3 separate regions of the Sus scrofa genome follow, and all the other regions are linked to region 2. Evidence: chromatin contacts called from public Hi-C and HiChIP or PLAC-seq data. All regions are on one chromosome and are shown on one strand. The core of a region is the stretch at or near the end of the contact, and the rest is flanking DNA. Distances in the headings are between cores, read along the strand shown. Region 1 holds the start of EXO5 (exonuclease V). Region 2 holds the start of NFYC (nuclear transcription factor Y subunit gamma). Region 3 holds the start of CTPS1 (CTP synthase 1).

Region 1 (4,873 bases), core at 2,183-4,682, 170 kb before region 2:
GAAAAGCCTTCCTCCATCCCCCACCACAAAATTCTACTTAGAGGCAACCATTTTTTATACCTAATTTTTCTGTGCACCATTCCAAAAATTTTTGTTTACATCCAAGAGAATACAAATATACATTTTTTTTCTTTTTAAGCATAAATAGCTTTCTATACAAACACATCTGCATGTTACTTTTATTACTTCACCATATATCATGGAGGTCATTCCATACAATGAATAAAGTGCCTACTCATTCTTTTTTTACAGCTGCATAGTATTCCATTGTTTATACTTTAATTAGCCACTACACTATAGATGACTTTTGGATTTCCAAACTTGTTTATATGATGTTGCAATGAATAATCACACATTTTTGTTTCTCACACATATAAATACATACATAGGGTAAATTCCTAGAACCAGAATTTCTATGGTAAGCGTATGTGCATTTGTATGATGGATATTGCCAAAACTAACCTTCACAGAGGATGGACAAATTTATTTCCTACCAGCAATATACAGAACCGTAGGAACCATATCTGGTGCTGAAGCATCTCCTGGACTGACACCTATCATCCATCAAAAAAGTATCAGCCTCTCAATAAAATAGTCTAGAAGTAACAGTGAGTAATCACCATCCCTGGTGACAGAGAGAAATCTGCATTTTATCAAATAGCAGCCAAACCAAACAAAAGCTGTTGGTAAAGGAAAAGACATCTCTCCACTTATTGCTCCAGTCCCTGACTTCTGAGGCTGGAACTGTCTGATGAATTAGAGCCCCTTCAAAGAGGCTGATCCACCCGCCTTAGCAAGTATAATCTTGACTGCAACCCCTTTGTTTGAAATGGAGGAAAACTGACAGTTGAGTCAGGGTACTTACAGCTCCAGTTTTAGTAATAAGGGCCAGTGGGACAATTTCTGGACCCTATCTTTGAGGTTTTGGGGAAATAGACCTCCTTTTTCTCCCACTGGACATAATCTGGAAGACTGTCCCTGGAAGCTAATGACAGTGGACGGGAGGGAGATTGCCTATAAATAGAAAAATAAAGAGAAATAAATCTAAGAACCAGAGAGAGAAAACTCAGTTCTGGTCACACTGACACCTGGATCAAGCATCACCTGAAGCTAGGGCTCCTGGATTTTCAACCTGATAAATGATTAAACCTTAATTGATTCAAGGGTACAAATATCCTACATTTGAGGCTGCCTGTTTTAGCAAAAGCATAGCCCAGTCTTACATCCTTAATTCATTCCCATCTCCCCAACTTCCTAGCTTAGGGCTACCTTTTCTGGCTTTCTCCAACTAAGCAATGCCCTGAAAATGACCAGAAATTAGTGTTTGGCTGAAGACAGGCTAATCTTAGTACAGAGAAGAGAAGAGTCTCAGATACAGAATATTGTCAGTGGGTTTCTCAAGCATATAAAAATCATGTCAGTAATTGTTCTAGCACCTATGAGGAACACAAACTGGAACAAGATAAATTCCTCTCCCTTAGGTTCTGATGCTTGAGAACAGCACCTTCAAAGAGAAATATGTGAGCCACCACATGCATGTGAACCACATAAATTATAATTTTTCTAACAGCTACAGCAATACAATAAAAATAAGTAAACTTAATTTTAAAAATATATTTCATATGACACAATATATCCAGATATTATCACTTAACATGTAATCAATATAACTATTAATAAATTAATTTTTTAAACTAAATCTTCAAAATAACAGTATTTTATAATTATAGCATATCTCATTTTGAACTAACCACATTTCAAGTGCTTAAGAACCATAAATGCTTCGTGGCTACTGTGTTGGACAGTGAAGCTCAAGAGAGCATTCATATAGATAAACATTTGTACCATATAAATACGTAAATGGAAGACTAATCAGTGTGATTTAGAGGTACAAATTCTATGCTCTAAGATAATAAGATAATACGGAAAGAGGAAAACATACCTGTGTCCGACAGTATTTCCATGGTTACAGATATCCCTGAAGGTGGAAGAACTAATTCAATGACTTTTGTAAACGGATGGGCCTTAAATGACCAGGCTTCTTAAGATAGCCTTTTGGGGAAAGGGTAATATTTTTTGAAATTTGAGAATGCAAGTTTTGGGGGAACATCGTCCTGCTGTCCAGGATATTTCTTTTCCCCATAGCATGACCATTTTTGAATCCTCTTCATTCCACCCAGCACCATTGCTCCCTCAACGGTTACTTGAAGATAACAGGCCCATGCATGGAAGGGTTAAAGAGGGGCTTCGGTGGCATTGGGAATTACATCCTGGTGAAGGAAGGCTATACTTGGGAGGAGGCAGAAACCTCTCTAGCTTCAATAGAGCAATGACCACTCAGATTTCACTTAAGATTCTCCTCAACTTTCATATTTCCAAGAACAGGGACATTTTCCTACACATCCACAAATCATTTTCACACTCAGGATATACACAATTGACACTATTATCTAATATGTGTCATGTTTAAATTTCCCCAACTGACCCAAAATATCCTTTGCAGTTTTTAAAACAAAAACAAAAAACATTTTTCTATTTTTATTTAAGGACTTTTTCCCCATTCAAAAGTCGGAAATGTATTTAGGCCTTTAATCCTCCTGGAATTGAGAGTTGCGATGAAGTAAGATAGGGGTCTCATTTTATATTTTGTTCATAAGTATACCCTATTGTAGCAGACTGTTCGTTGAAGAGACATTCTTTTTTTTCTCCATTGCTATGTCTTGCTGCTTTTGTCATAAATCAAGTTTCCAAATATGTGATAAAACTGTAAAGAAAAGGAAAGTAATTGTCATAAAAGTCAGGCTAGTGGTTTCCGCAGGAAGGAGGCATGGGAGTGTATTTGTTAAGGGCCTGATACCATTCTATTTTTTGTTGTACATGATGAAATGTCTGTTCAGTAATTACTTAACCTTTATATTATACTTCAGGATATAACTGCGTTATATTTCCTAATAAAAGGGCTAATTTAAAAGTAAGCCAACAGAAAAAACACATTGATGAGACGAGCACTACCGTCTTTGGAAAGTGAGTGGATGGCTGTCCCCTCAGCTGTGCAAAGAAGGGGACACAGAATCCACGGTGACAAGGCACAGATGCAGCAGTAACGGGCAGAGACTGGTTTGGCGGTAGCCGGGAGCCCCCGAGGGTGAGAGAGAGCTTCGACGTCAAGTAACAGCGCAATCCCGTTCCAAATCCAGCCACACGCACGGCCAGCGGCGAACAGGCACGGCCTCCTCAAGCGTAGACACCAGCGTCCAAACCCTCCGCCTATCCAGCGAGGTGGACTCCTGCTAGCGCCGCAGACTCGCGAGGACTGGGCGGCGCCGCTGGGGCCTCTGGGAGGAGGCGGTCCTTGCGCAGCCGCCGGGCCTTCTGGGAGGAGGCGGTCCTTGGGCGGTGCCGCTGGGGCCTCTGGGAGGAGGCGGTCCTTGCGCAGCCGCCGGGCCTTCTGGGAGGAGGCGGTCCTTGGGCGGTGCCGCTGGGGCCTCTGGGAGGAGGCGGTCCTTGCGCAGCCGCCGGGCCTTCTGGGCCTGGTTTCCTGGAGGCTTAATGCGAAGTGGGCAACGAAAGGTCTTCGGAGGGACTCACACTTGCGCGTCCCGCGGAAGCGTCGGGGAGCGATGCCAAAGCTGCGTTGGGAACGGTGGAGTCCGGGGTTCGGAGGAGCATCTAAGGGTAAAGGAAGCCCGGCAGATGGGGTGGAGGGATGAGGGGTTGCGTTTTGGCGCCCAGGGATCTGTCCCCGCGGTTGCCGGGTGGGAGAGGCTCCGGCGCAGCCGCTTATCTTGTCTGCTCCTGTGGGTTCAGGATCTTCCGCGCGCCGGAGACCCTGCTGTCGGCTAGGACCCCTTCCGGAGGCCAGCGACCCCTTGCTTGCTCCTTGTAGGGAGTGCCCAGTAGACTTTCGGGCATGCATGAAACTCCTGGGGGGACGGTGGTTTGGGGCCGGTGGGAAGGTCCCCGCTGCAGGCAGAAGTACTCGGAGCCCGCAAGTCCGGGCAGCACCGAACAAGTCAGGATGTTGAAGGTGAAGGCAGTGGCAGTTCTGCAGGCGGCAGGAACCTATCAGAGAGGAAAAGCCTCTGACCTGAGATCTGTGCCCGAACTTCTGGGTCGAGGTGAGGCTGAAAGAGGGAACTGACCTCGGAGCTCCTGGGGGACCTTTTTTATTGCTGACACTTTTACTTGCAGGGAGCAGGGATGGAATCAAGTCACTGCAACCAGGGTACTGGGGGGAAACGAAGAAGTCACGGAGAATTTGCCCTCGGAGAGAGGTGGGCCTTACCCAGGATCTAGGGTGGGCAACAATGTGCAGTGTGGATCAGAGAGGAGGAAACGCCGCAATGTGAGGGACTGGTCGTGAGAAAGGACCAAAAGTCCCTGTTCACCACAGCAAGGCCCAGAGTTGCTAATCTGGATTCTCCGATTACAGACCTGATCTTTCAGAGCTTCTTTCTCCACCGCCAGCCTTGTCATTTCAGCATTCTGCCTTTCCTTTTGAGGAGGAAGATCAACCAAGTCCCAGGTGAGTAAAAGTTTCCTCTCCTAAAATGTACTCTCATTTGTCAGAGGGAATAGCTATACTATCTCATCTCTTCCTTGGGAAGAAGGAGATTCATGTTTGCTGAGTGCCAGGAAGTATATACTGTCATCATTCAGTTGTTTGGGTAGGTGCCTATGGTTTGAAGGAGCGCTTCTAATTTTAAAGGAGTGTCAGCAGCCCCAGGAAAACTAAAAACTTTTCCAAGAGTAATCGTAGGACAAGTAGCCTACTACTAAATGCTACTGACCTAACCTGGTTCAGAATCCAGGTCTGTAGGACCCCTAAACTCTCTGTGCTGGTGTTTCCCAAACACCCCATTCACTTACCTCC
Region 2 (4,567 bases), core at 82-2,581:
TCGGATTCATTATTGGTGAGCCACAACGGGAACTCCAGCATGACTATTTCTTATTTTAAGTCTGTTTTTAACTTTTTATGCCATTTCTGTCTGAAAATATTACCACTAACTTCTTTACACTTTTGCAATTTATATATTCTCCCTTACATAATTGCATTCCATCTCCCCAGCACTCCCAGGAGGTAGGAATTAGATCGTTTTACAGATGAAGAAATCTGAGACTCAGGGAAGTCAGATGTCTTGTAACTAGTTAGGTTTTGTTCATTCACTCATCAAATATTGATTGAGTGCCTGGAGTGAGATTTGTTAGGGCTGCAGACAATGTTCCTGAATTCGAGTTAAGGGTTAATTCCGCTCTGCTCTACTTCTTTATCACCAGGGTCGTGAACTCAAAGGAAGGAAACAACATATTGATGTTATGGTTGAGGACCCTGCAGGGGTGGCTCCAAGTGGCTCCTCAGAGAGGCTCCAAGATCCTTCGTAAAATTCATGGTAACTACCAGCAGGGGCAGTCTCATTTCTCTCTGTGTTTGCTACCTGACAGGAACTGTCCGTAGATAATGCCATTCAAATATATTCGATGCATTTTTTTAAAGGTTTGGGAGCTATTCAAGTGGAGCTTTGATACTTGAGCTGCAGAGACTTGATCAAATTATTTAACCCTCTGCGCTTCAGTTCCATCACCTGTAAGAAAGAAATAATGCTAATGGAGTTCCTGTTGTGGTGCTGCGGCAACGAATCTGACTAGAAACCAGGAGGCTGTGGGTTCGATACCTGGTCTCGCTCAGGGGGTTAAGGATCCAGCGTTGCCGTGAGCTGTGGTGTAGGTCGCAGATGCCGCTTGGATCCCACGTTGCTGTGGCCGTGGTGTAGACCTGCAGCTGTAGCTCCAGTTAGACCCCCAGCCTGGGAAGCTCCACATGCCGCGTGTGCGGCCCCAAAAAGCAAAAAAAAAAGGAAATAATGATAACGCCTTTGGACTAAGTTGTTGTGTCGATTTAGAGAGCTAAATATGAAAAAGTTGTAATGCTCATTGCAGTTCAGTTTCCACCAGTTTTTGAAGAAGTTTTAAACTGCATTCGAGTGAGGAAAACAACGTCCCTGCTGAGGTAAGGCTACAAGCTGACCATTCTTGGGAAGCGCTGTTCTTTCTGGTGGAACACACCACTTCAGTTTTGGGGTTAGAACCCCCTTTCGCGGTGCAGGTAGCTAACTTCTTTAACGGCGCCCTAGTCTGGCATTCCCACGTCGCCCTCCATCCCTCAGCTCCTCTCTCTCAAATTAAAAAAAAAAAAAAAAAAAAAAAAAAAAAGACCTACAACAACTGCTTATTCCCTAAAATTCCTAAGTGTGCACACAGGACAGCTTCTCGGCGACGGCTCCTCCTAGGAGGTCGCAGCGCAAACGCCTCCGGACCGCCTCGAGGGGCGGGGCCAGAAGCCTCACGCCTCATCCCGCCTCACCGTGCCGCCGCCCTTCGCAATTCTCGCGAGACTTCAAGCAACTTAGCTTCTGCGTATTAAAGACACTGGGAGTCAAGGCGCCAAGGTGGGGGGAGGGGAAGGGGGGAGACGGGGCAAACGGCGTGGCCGCCATCTTGTTTGTGCCCCCGCTTCGCGCGCGCTCCGTTCTCCGTGACGCACGCGTCCCCCTCCCCTCCGCCGCGCCCAGGTCTCTGCATTGCCCGACGCCGCAAGGGCGCGGGGGCGGCTCCTGCTCCTCGCTGGACTCCTGAGGAGGCGTGTGAGTGTGCGGGAGCGTCCGCGGGAGGGAGCGGGAGCGGGGAGCGGCGGCGGCGGGGGGAGGGGTGGCGCTTCCCGCCTTCGGCGCGGCCCTCACTGCCCTCGCGCGGCCGCTGCTGCAGTTCGGTTCGGCCTGCCCGCCGCCATGTTGTGTCCTCGCCGGGCCCGCCGCTGTCGCCTCCGCTGCGCTCGTGGGGTCCGTGAGCTTGTCGGCCCGGCCCGCGGGCTTTCTCCCATTGGCGGAAGGCGACTGCGGGGGGGCTCGCTCGTGATTGGTCGGTGGCGGGGAGGCCGCGGACCTGGCACGTTATTGGTCGCGCTGGCTCCGGCCTAGGGGGTGAGGAAGGGATCGGAGGCTGTAGGGATGCGCGCGTCTTGGGCTCGGGCTGCAGGACGGTGACCTCCTACGGCGCAGGCGTGGGGAGGAGGTTGGGAGCGAGCCGTAAAGGCCTTCAGGGGGCAGAGAGGGTGGTGGTCTGGCAGTCACTTCGGGGGTAGCCTGTGTTCCTGTGCATGGCCGGGAATGGGAGGCACTCCAAATTCCAGAGGTATCCTCCGTGGAACATGCATGGTCCGGGATAGGGGCGTGCAAGCTGCAAGGGTGCCAGGCTTGGAAACGCTTAAACCCTAGTTACAGCTTGAGGGAATCACCGAGATGCAGGGATGCTAGACTTAGATGCAGGAGTGTAACACAGGTAGTGAGTGACCCTGATGTCGGTGGATGTCAGGTCTGAGGCCATGGAGGAGAGGGCATCAGGGCCTTAGCGACATATCCGAACAGTAGGATCAGATCAGGAATTTTGCTGGCGTGCCAGTGTTGGAACATTGAGGTTTTCGGTGGAGCCCTCGAGTCCATCCACAGTTACCAGACCTGGGATGTGAGGAGGAAAATAAACAGACCCAGGCTAAGAGAGGGATTCTGTTGGATAGGAAAGCATGGTTGAATGCGGAACATAGGAGGCACAGCATTAAATAGTAACAAATCTATAGGAGTGAAACGGTAGAAGCATTTTTGGAAACATTGTCACATTTGAGAATTATATTAGTGTAATTATAAATTATCAGGTCTCAGGACCATACAACTAGTTTTGAAATGTTCTATATGAAGTTTTACTGCTCTAGGAAAGATAGAGGTCAGGGCTGAGTTCCCAGATTTCCAAAGCTATTCTTTCTAGCAAATATCAGCTATTTGACAGTTATTTGTTTGAAAGTATATTGTTAGGTTCCTCTTCAGTGGAAGAGAGCTTGACAGAGCCTGGATCTTGGCTCATTTATTTCCTTTTATGTGTGCCTAAAAAAAAACACCCACCCTCATAGGCACTTTAAGAAAAAAAATTGTTTTAAATAAGTAACCTGGGATGAAAATATGCCAGTGCATATGTTCTTGCATCTTGTCTTAAGTAACAGAACTTGTCAGCTCTATTTGGTTCATATTTCAAAAAACTTTTGTTCTAATCGGGAGTCATTAGAGGCAGCTTGTTGGGGGTACATTCCTTTTCTGTTGAACTGTAGTGACTTGGATTGTTTTACATTTGCTCCTCCCAAGGTTTGGGGATCATGGAAACACTTTTATGGTAAACCTCTGTGTTGTCCCAATTTATTTTTCCTTGTCTATTTTAGGCGGTTCTTTCAGCTTTAGATAGATGTTAACACTTCAGTTTTTATTCTGATTTTAAGAAACTCCTGTGGTTTTCTTTTCTTTCTTTCTTTCTTTCTTTCTTTCTTTTTTTTTTTTTGTCTTTTTGCAATTTCTTGGGCCGCTCCCATGGCATATGGAGGTTCCAGGCTAGGGGTTGAATTGGAACTGCAGCTGCCAGCCTACACCACAGCCACAGCAACGTGGGATCCAAGCCGTGTCTGCAACCTACACCACAGCTCACGGCAACGCCGGATCCTTAACCCACTGAGCAAGGCCAGGGATCGAACCCACAACCTCATGGTTCCTAGTCGGATTCGCTAACCACTGAGCCACAATGGAAACTCCTCTTTTCTTTTTTTTTATTTATAATGATTTTTATTTTTTCCATTATAGCTGGTTTACAGTGTTCTGTGAATTTTCTACTTATGCAAGGTGACCCAGTTACACATACATGTATACATTCTTTTTTCTCATATTATCATACTCTATCATAAGTGACTGGACATAGTTCCCAGTGCTATACAGCAGGATCTGATTGCTTATTCCCGTGGTTTTCATGTTTCTGTTTTATGTGAATACAACTAAAATTTTTAAGAGAGAAGGGAAAAGTAGAGGGAGAGAACTGACACGTCGGAGCACATTTAATAGCACATTGCTGTTAGGTAGGCGCTAGCACCCCCACGTTGTAGGTGAGAAAATCAAAGATCAGAGAGGTTACGTGTCCAGTGTCTCCAGCCTGTCGTTTCAGAAAGGGGATTTTATTTTATTTTATTTTTTGTCTTTTTTTGTCACTGCATATGGAGTTCCCAGGCTAGGGGTCGAATCGGGAGCTGTTGTTGCTGGCCTACACCAGAGCCACAGCAATGCCAGCTGTGTCTGCAACCTACACCATAGCTCACGGCAATGCCAGATCCTTAACCCACTGATCGAGGCCAGGGATCGAACCTGCAGCCTCATCATTCCTAGTCAGATTTGTTTCCACTGCTCCACGATGGGAACTCGAGCCTGTTGTTTCACTTGTATCATGCTGTCAACATCAACCTGACTTAAACTCCCAGGTAGTTTTTTGTATTTCACAGTGGATTATTCTTTGACTTCTGGATGTGAGGAGTATGTTGAGTGGGATTTTTTTTTTTGGTCTTTTATGGCCACGGGATATGGAAGTTCCTAGGCTGGGGATCACAGT
Region 3 (4,903 bases), core at 2,333-4,832, 250 kb after region 2:
GAAGGGAAGAAACTGGACAAGGTGTGTTTGGCCTAGGGGTTGCAGAAGGGCCTTCAGCCCGAATCCGTATCTCTGTAAACAAGGAGATGGTATTGGAACCCAGTGGAGCTTATTTTGTTTCCATGTTATCTATGGCCACTGCTGAGGCGTTCTGACCGAGACCCTATGGCCCACAAAGTCTAAAATAGCCTGCAGGCCCTGGTTTAGCGGAGTCTAGCCCCAGCCCGATCCCAGGGGGCGCTCTGGAGCACGAAGGGCAATCGCAGAATGGTGCCACCTGAAGACAAGTGCCTGGCCTTTTGTTCCTTTGCGCAGCACAGACTTGGAGCCCTCTCGCTGAGAAGGGCCCCAAGCTTGGCGATAAGGAGAGAAGTTCAGGCTGGAAATATAAATTTGTGAGTTGTCAGCACACAGATGGCATTGACAGTCTAGTCTCTCAAGTCTGGTATTTAAAGCCTGAATGAGATCCTCTAGAGTGAGGACACATGCAGAAAGCCTTGGGGCCTACGGCGCTTACGGTCAGGAAGCAGAGAGGTTCTAGGAAGAGGCCTAGAAGGAGATGCCTGTGAAACAGGAGGAGAACGGAGACGGCGGTTTCCCAGAAACCAGGGAAAGAACACGTTTCTGAGGAAGAGGTGACCTGCTGTGGCAATCATTGGTAGGGAAGGGGTGAGCTCAGGGGCAGGATCCGGTGGCAGGACGGTGGTACCCAGAAGACCACAGGGCAGCCCAAACACACACACACACACACACACACACACACACACAGGGGCAGGATCCGGCGGCAGGACAGACCACACACACACGTTCACATCGTGCCTACAGAGCCACCCTGGTGTCTCGACCTGGGACTTGTGAGGCTAGGCTGGTATATAAAGAAGGGGTCGGGAAGGTAGATGTTAATTTTTGACAAAAGTCGTTTCAGTGGAAGTACGAGAGAAAGAGCCTGACAGCATGAGCCACTGGAAGCCACTGGAGACAGTGAATTCAAACCGCACTTTCGAGGAGCTGCGCTGCAATGGAGAAATGGAGGGGAAGCCAGAGCATCACGAGAGACAAGGGAGAGGTTTTTTTTGTTTTGTTTCTGCCTTTTTTTTTTTAGGGCCGCTCCTGCAGCATCTGGAAGTTCCCAGGCTAAGGGTCCAATCGGAGCTGCAGCTGTGGGCCTACACCCTGGCTCGCAGCAACGGCAGATCCTTAACCCACTGTGCGGTTCCAGGGACTGAACCCATGTCCTCGTGGATACTGAGTCGGGTTCATGACTGCTGAGCCACAACAGGAGCTCCTAAATTTTCTTTTCTTTTTATTTTTTTTCTTTTGATGGCTGCACCTGTGCCATATGGAAGTTTCTGGCCAGGGGTCAAATGAGAGCTGCTGCTGCAGTCTATGTCACCGCCACGACAATACTGGATCTGAGCCGCCTCTGTGACCTGCACTGTAGCTTGTGGCAACGCCAGATCTTTAACCCACTGAGCCAGGCCAGGGATCAAACCCCTCCCCTCACAGGTTGGTCCTTAACCTGCTGAGCCGCAACAGGAACTCCTGGAGGGTTTTTGTTTTAGGGTGGGAGAAAGTGCCTCCTGCCAGTGGAAATGACCTAGGAGAGAGGGGAAACTGATGATGCAGGATATGGCACCTGAAGCAACAAGGCGAGGCCGACCTCTAGGTGCAAAGGCAGCTTGTCCACGGCACAGGAGACAAGGCAGAGCTTGTCTTGGGCACAGATGGAAGCAGACTGATGGATAGGGTGGTAGGAGCTCAAGGAAGTGCTTTCTCTTTTTTTTTTTTGCTGCACATGGAAGTTCCTGGGCCAGGGAGCAAACCTGCACCATAGCAGTAACCAGAGCCACGGCAATGACACGGCAATGCTGTGTCCTTAACCACTAGGCCATGCCACCAGTGACCTTCTCAAGGAAGGTCTCTTGATGGCTTCTCTTTGCTCAGTGAAACAGCAAGCAGGACGGTCAACTGAGAGAAAGCAGAAGCTTGCGGAGGAGAGCAGAGGGTATAGTGGGCATTCAGGAGAGTGGCCGGATATGTGTCTCTTTTTGTACCGTCTACAGCACTGCTGTTACTTTGGCAAGTATGTTCTCAGGGTCTATCACGTCCCAGGCACTTGGATAAACACCAAATGCTTCTTGAAAGCCGTGTGGCTGTGAAACATCCCAAGCATGTTTTGGAGTTGGAGCCGAGTGCAGCTTGGCAGAGCAGGAGCAGTGGTGACTCAGACATGGAAGAAGCCAGAAGACTCTTCGGGGCCGTTGCAGAAGCCTCCTAACTGGTTTGCTGGAATGCATTTGCTTGAGTCATTTTCCTGAATACAAATCACATCACACACGTCTTTTCTTCAAATCCTTCAACAAAGGTGTACAAGAACTTGAGACAAACTGCTTCCAAGGAAGAAAACGGGTATTTATTCTCTTTCAAATTCTTTTCCCATGTAGGTTATTACTGAAAATAACAGAATCACTTTGCTGTACCCCTGAGACTAACACAACACTGTAAATCAACAATACTCAAATATAACATAAGGGAATATCAATATTTAAGTAAAATTTATTTTATTTATTTTTTGGTTTTTAGGGCCGCACCCACGGCATGTGCAAGTTCCCAGGCTGGGGGTCCAATCAGAGCTACAGCTGCTGGCCTACACCACAGCCATGGCAACGCTGGATCCTTAACTGAGTGAGGCCAGGGATCAAACCCAGATCCTCATGGATACTAGCTGGATTCGCTTCCGCTGAGCCACGACGGGAACTCCAAAAAGTAAGTAAAATTTAAAAAGAAAGACAGAAAGCAGAACACTGGGATACACAGATGGGAGACTTACTTTTCAAGATACTGTTGTAAAGTGTTTGGAGAAAAAAAAAATAAGCATGGGCCTGTATTCAGTATGCAAAACCAAACCTCCCCTCTAAGTTTCTAAGGCTCTCCACTGCCCTCAGGGGAAAGAAAATCCTCAGTTTAAAATGCTGGGCGTGGTAGGGCCGCTGCCCTCTCCAGCCTGATCTTCTCTTAAGCTCTTCCCCAGCTCAACTGGGAGGCTCTTCTGGGCCTCAGGGCCTTCAGACCGGCTTTTGTTTCTGCCTCACTTGCTCTTCCTCCCTTCAGCTGCGGAAGGAGTCTGCGCCCAGCCCTCCTCTGGGCCTTTCCAGTTACAGAGGCGGGGGCGGGGGCGGGGTGACATGGCCAGCGCCCCTCGGTTCAGAGCGGGCCGCGTAGAGATGGGCTGGGTCTCGCCGCCTTGCTCAAGGTCGGACGGTTCCGGGCTAAGGCGTGATGGATCTCGCCGCCTCCAGAAGGCTGCTGGGGAGTGGGGGCTGGAGCCAGGTGATGGATGTGCCGGGGGGGGGGGGGGTCAAAACAGCCTCCCCCTCAAAAGAGGAAGGCCGCACCACTGGTCGTGAGAAAGGCAGACGCACCATAACCGGCCTAGTCTCGAACCTCCTGCCTCTGCTGGGCGTCTGCAGAGACCACTGGACAATCTCCAGCCGCAGGCCCCGCGCACGGGAAAGCGCACTCGCCCCGCGCCTGCGCACCAGGGACCGTGAGCCCGGCTCGCCCAGGCCCCGCCCCAGGGAGGGCCCGCGCCCTGCCCCGCCTCCCATCTCTGCGTGCGCACCGCCTAGAGCCCGCCTCCGTGAAAGACTGCCCGGCGCATGCGGCCGGGTTGGTGCATTGGCTGCCGGGGGCTCAGCGCCAGCGCGGCCCGCTCAGCGCCTTAGCCGACGGCCCGGGTTAAGGCCGGCCGCAGGTAGGCTGACTCCGGGGAGCCCGGGGAGCTGTTCTCCCGTGCCGGTACCCGCGGCGGGAGCCGAGCTGGGAGCAGGACGGCCCCAGCGCCGGTGACAGACGTCGCTCCCACCAATCAGGGGTGAGGTGGCCCGCCGGCCTGCCCAATGGGCTGCGTGCCTAGCGGGAGTGGGGCGGGCGGCCAGGCCGGCTAGGAGCCGGCTCCCGCGCGCGGGGCCGCGTGGCCGGGCTCCGCCAGGGAGACCGGCCGCAGGGGGCGTGGGGCGGCGGGAAGGGCCGCTGGGACCGGTAGCGCCCATGTCAGCGCGGCCTGGCTTGCCTGATCAGAGGGCCGGGGGTGGCTCGTGAGACGGAGAGGGCCGGAGAGGCGCAGGAGCCCCTACTGCCCAGCCCTCCCCGAGCACGCCGGCGGCTGCAGCTCCTTGCAACTGCTCCGGCCCTCGCCCCTCCGGCCTCAGGGCACGGCCCTAGCCTCGCTGGAAGGGGATCAAGGTCCGAGACGGGCCCGCTGCGGTGGGGGATGGGCTCGGCGGCCTGGCTGCGGCCCCCTCCGGCGCGCCCGGGCTGCCGCGGGCGGAAGGGGCCTCGGAGCCCGACGGCCTCCTTGTGCTGGGAAGGCTCGGCTTCGGCCCCCCCACCCCGCTGGCCCCCTTACCCACTGGCCGCCCAGGATGAGGATGCGGCATTTTAAGAAGTTCACTACGTGTGCGTGGCGCACTTACGTCCGCACTCATTGTAATTTTGAATCCTCAGCAGTCCTGTGACCCAGGCGATGCGGAGAGTCTCACTGCCATTTAACAGCTGTAAGGACTGGGGCATCAGACGCCTCCCGTGGTTTTGACAGGTTTCATCCACAAGTGGTGGAGCTGGAATTCGATCTCAGCGTTTAACGTCTTTGCTGGTGTTTCATTGCTGAGTTCCTCTGCAGCATCTTGATTTGTGTCCCTTCTGTACTTGAAAACCTTCCCATCGCTCATCACCTTCAGGTGAAAGTTCAGATGAGGCTTCAGGTTGCCTTGTGATTTGGTCCTTGCCTGAATTTCCAGTTTATCCCCCCGTTTCCCCCGCCCCTCCTCACGCTCTGTCTCTTTTCTGGGCGCTGCCCTCGTGTTCTGTAGATAGCCGTCGCCTTCCTGTCCCTCTGTCCCCT

What was found. Hi-C and Micro-C count contacts between places; a contact is called where the count stands out from the background. HiChIP or PLAC-seq counts read pairs in DNA pulled down with a chosen protein or histone mark.
Region 1: a contact with region 2 is called in an H3K27ac HiChIP or PLAC-seq map of alveolar macrophages. The contact joins the promoter of EXO5 here to the promoter of NFYC in region 2. A contact is called at or near these places in 1 of 47 Hi-C or Micro-C datasets (heart right ventricle) and 1 of 2 datasets of contacts at active chromatin or transcription factors (alveolar macrophages).
Region 3: a Hi-C map of liver shows a contact between it and region 2, with 5 times the contacts expected there. The contact joins the promoter of CTPS1 here to the promoter of NFYC in region 2. A contact is called at or near these places in 2 of 47 Hi-C or Micro-C datasets (heart right ventricle and liver) and 1 of 2 datasets of contacts at active chromatin or transcription factors (alveolar macrophages).

What each region holds. Positions count from the first base shown.
Region 1 is chr6:170,655,684-170,660,556 of Sscrofa11.1, reverse strand. EXO5 (exonuclease V) reads left to right here and starts at 3,432. Exons shown (of 3, transcript XM_003128112.4): 1 at 3,432-3,675; 2 at 4,192-4,525. LOC110261413 reads right to left here and starts at 4,476. Exons shown (of 4, transcript XM_021097706.1): 1 at 4,435-4,476; 2 at 3,822-4,062; 3 at 3,522-3,583; 4 at 2,504-3,445. The coding sequence starts at 4,476. The coding sequence ends at 2,966. It also overlaps a transcript of ZNF643 not described here.
Region 2 is chr6:170,482,776-170,487,342 of Sscrofa11.1, reverse strand. It overlaps NFYC (nuclear transcription factor Y subunit gamma), which reads left to right and starts at 1,331. Exons shown (of 10, transcript XM_021096986.1): 1 at 1,331-1,548. LOC110261254 (a long non-coding RNA gene) reads right to left here and starts at 836. Exons shown (of 2, transcript XR_002345276.1): 1 at 775-836.
Region 3 is chr6:170,231,784-170,236,686 of Sscrofa11.1, reverse strand. It overlaps CTPS1 (CTP synthase 1), which reads left to right and starts at 3,582. Exons shown (of 19, transcript XM_005656199.3): 1 at 3,582-3,754.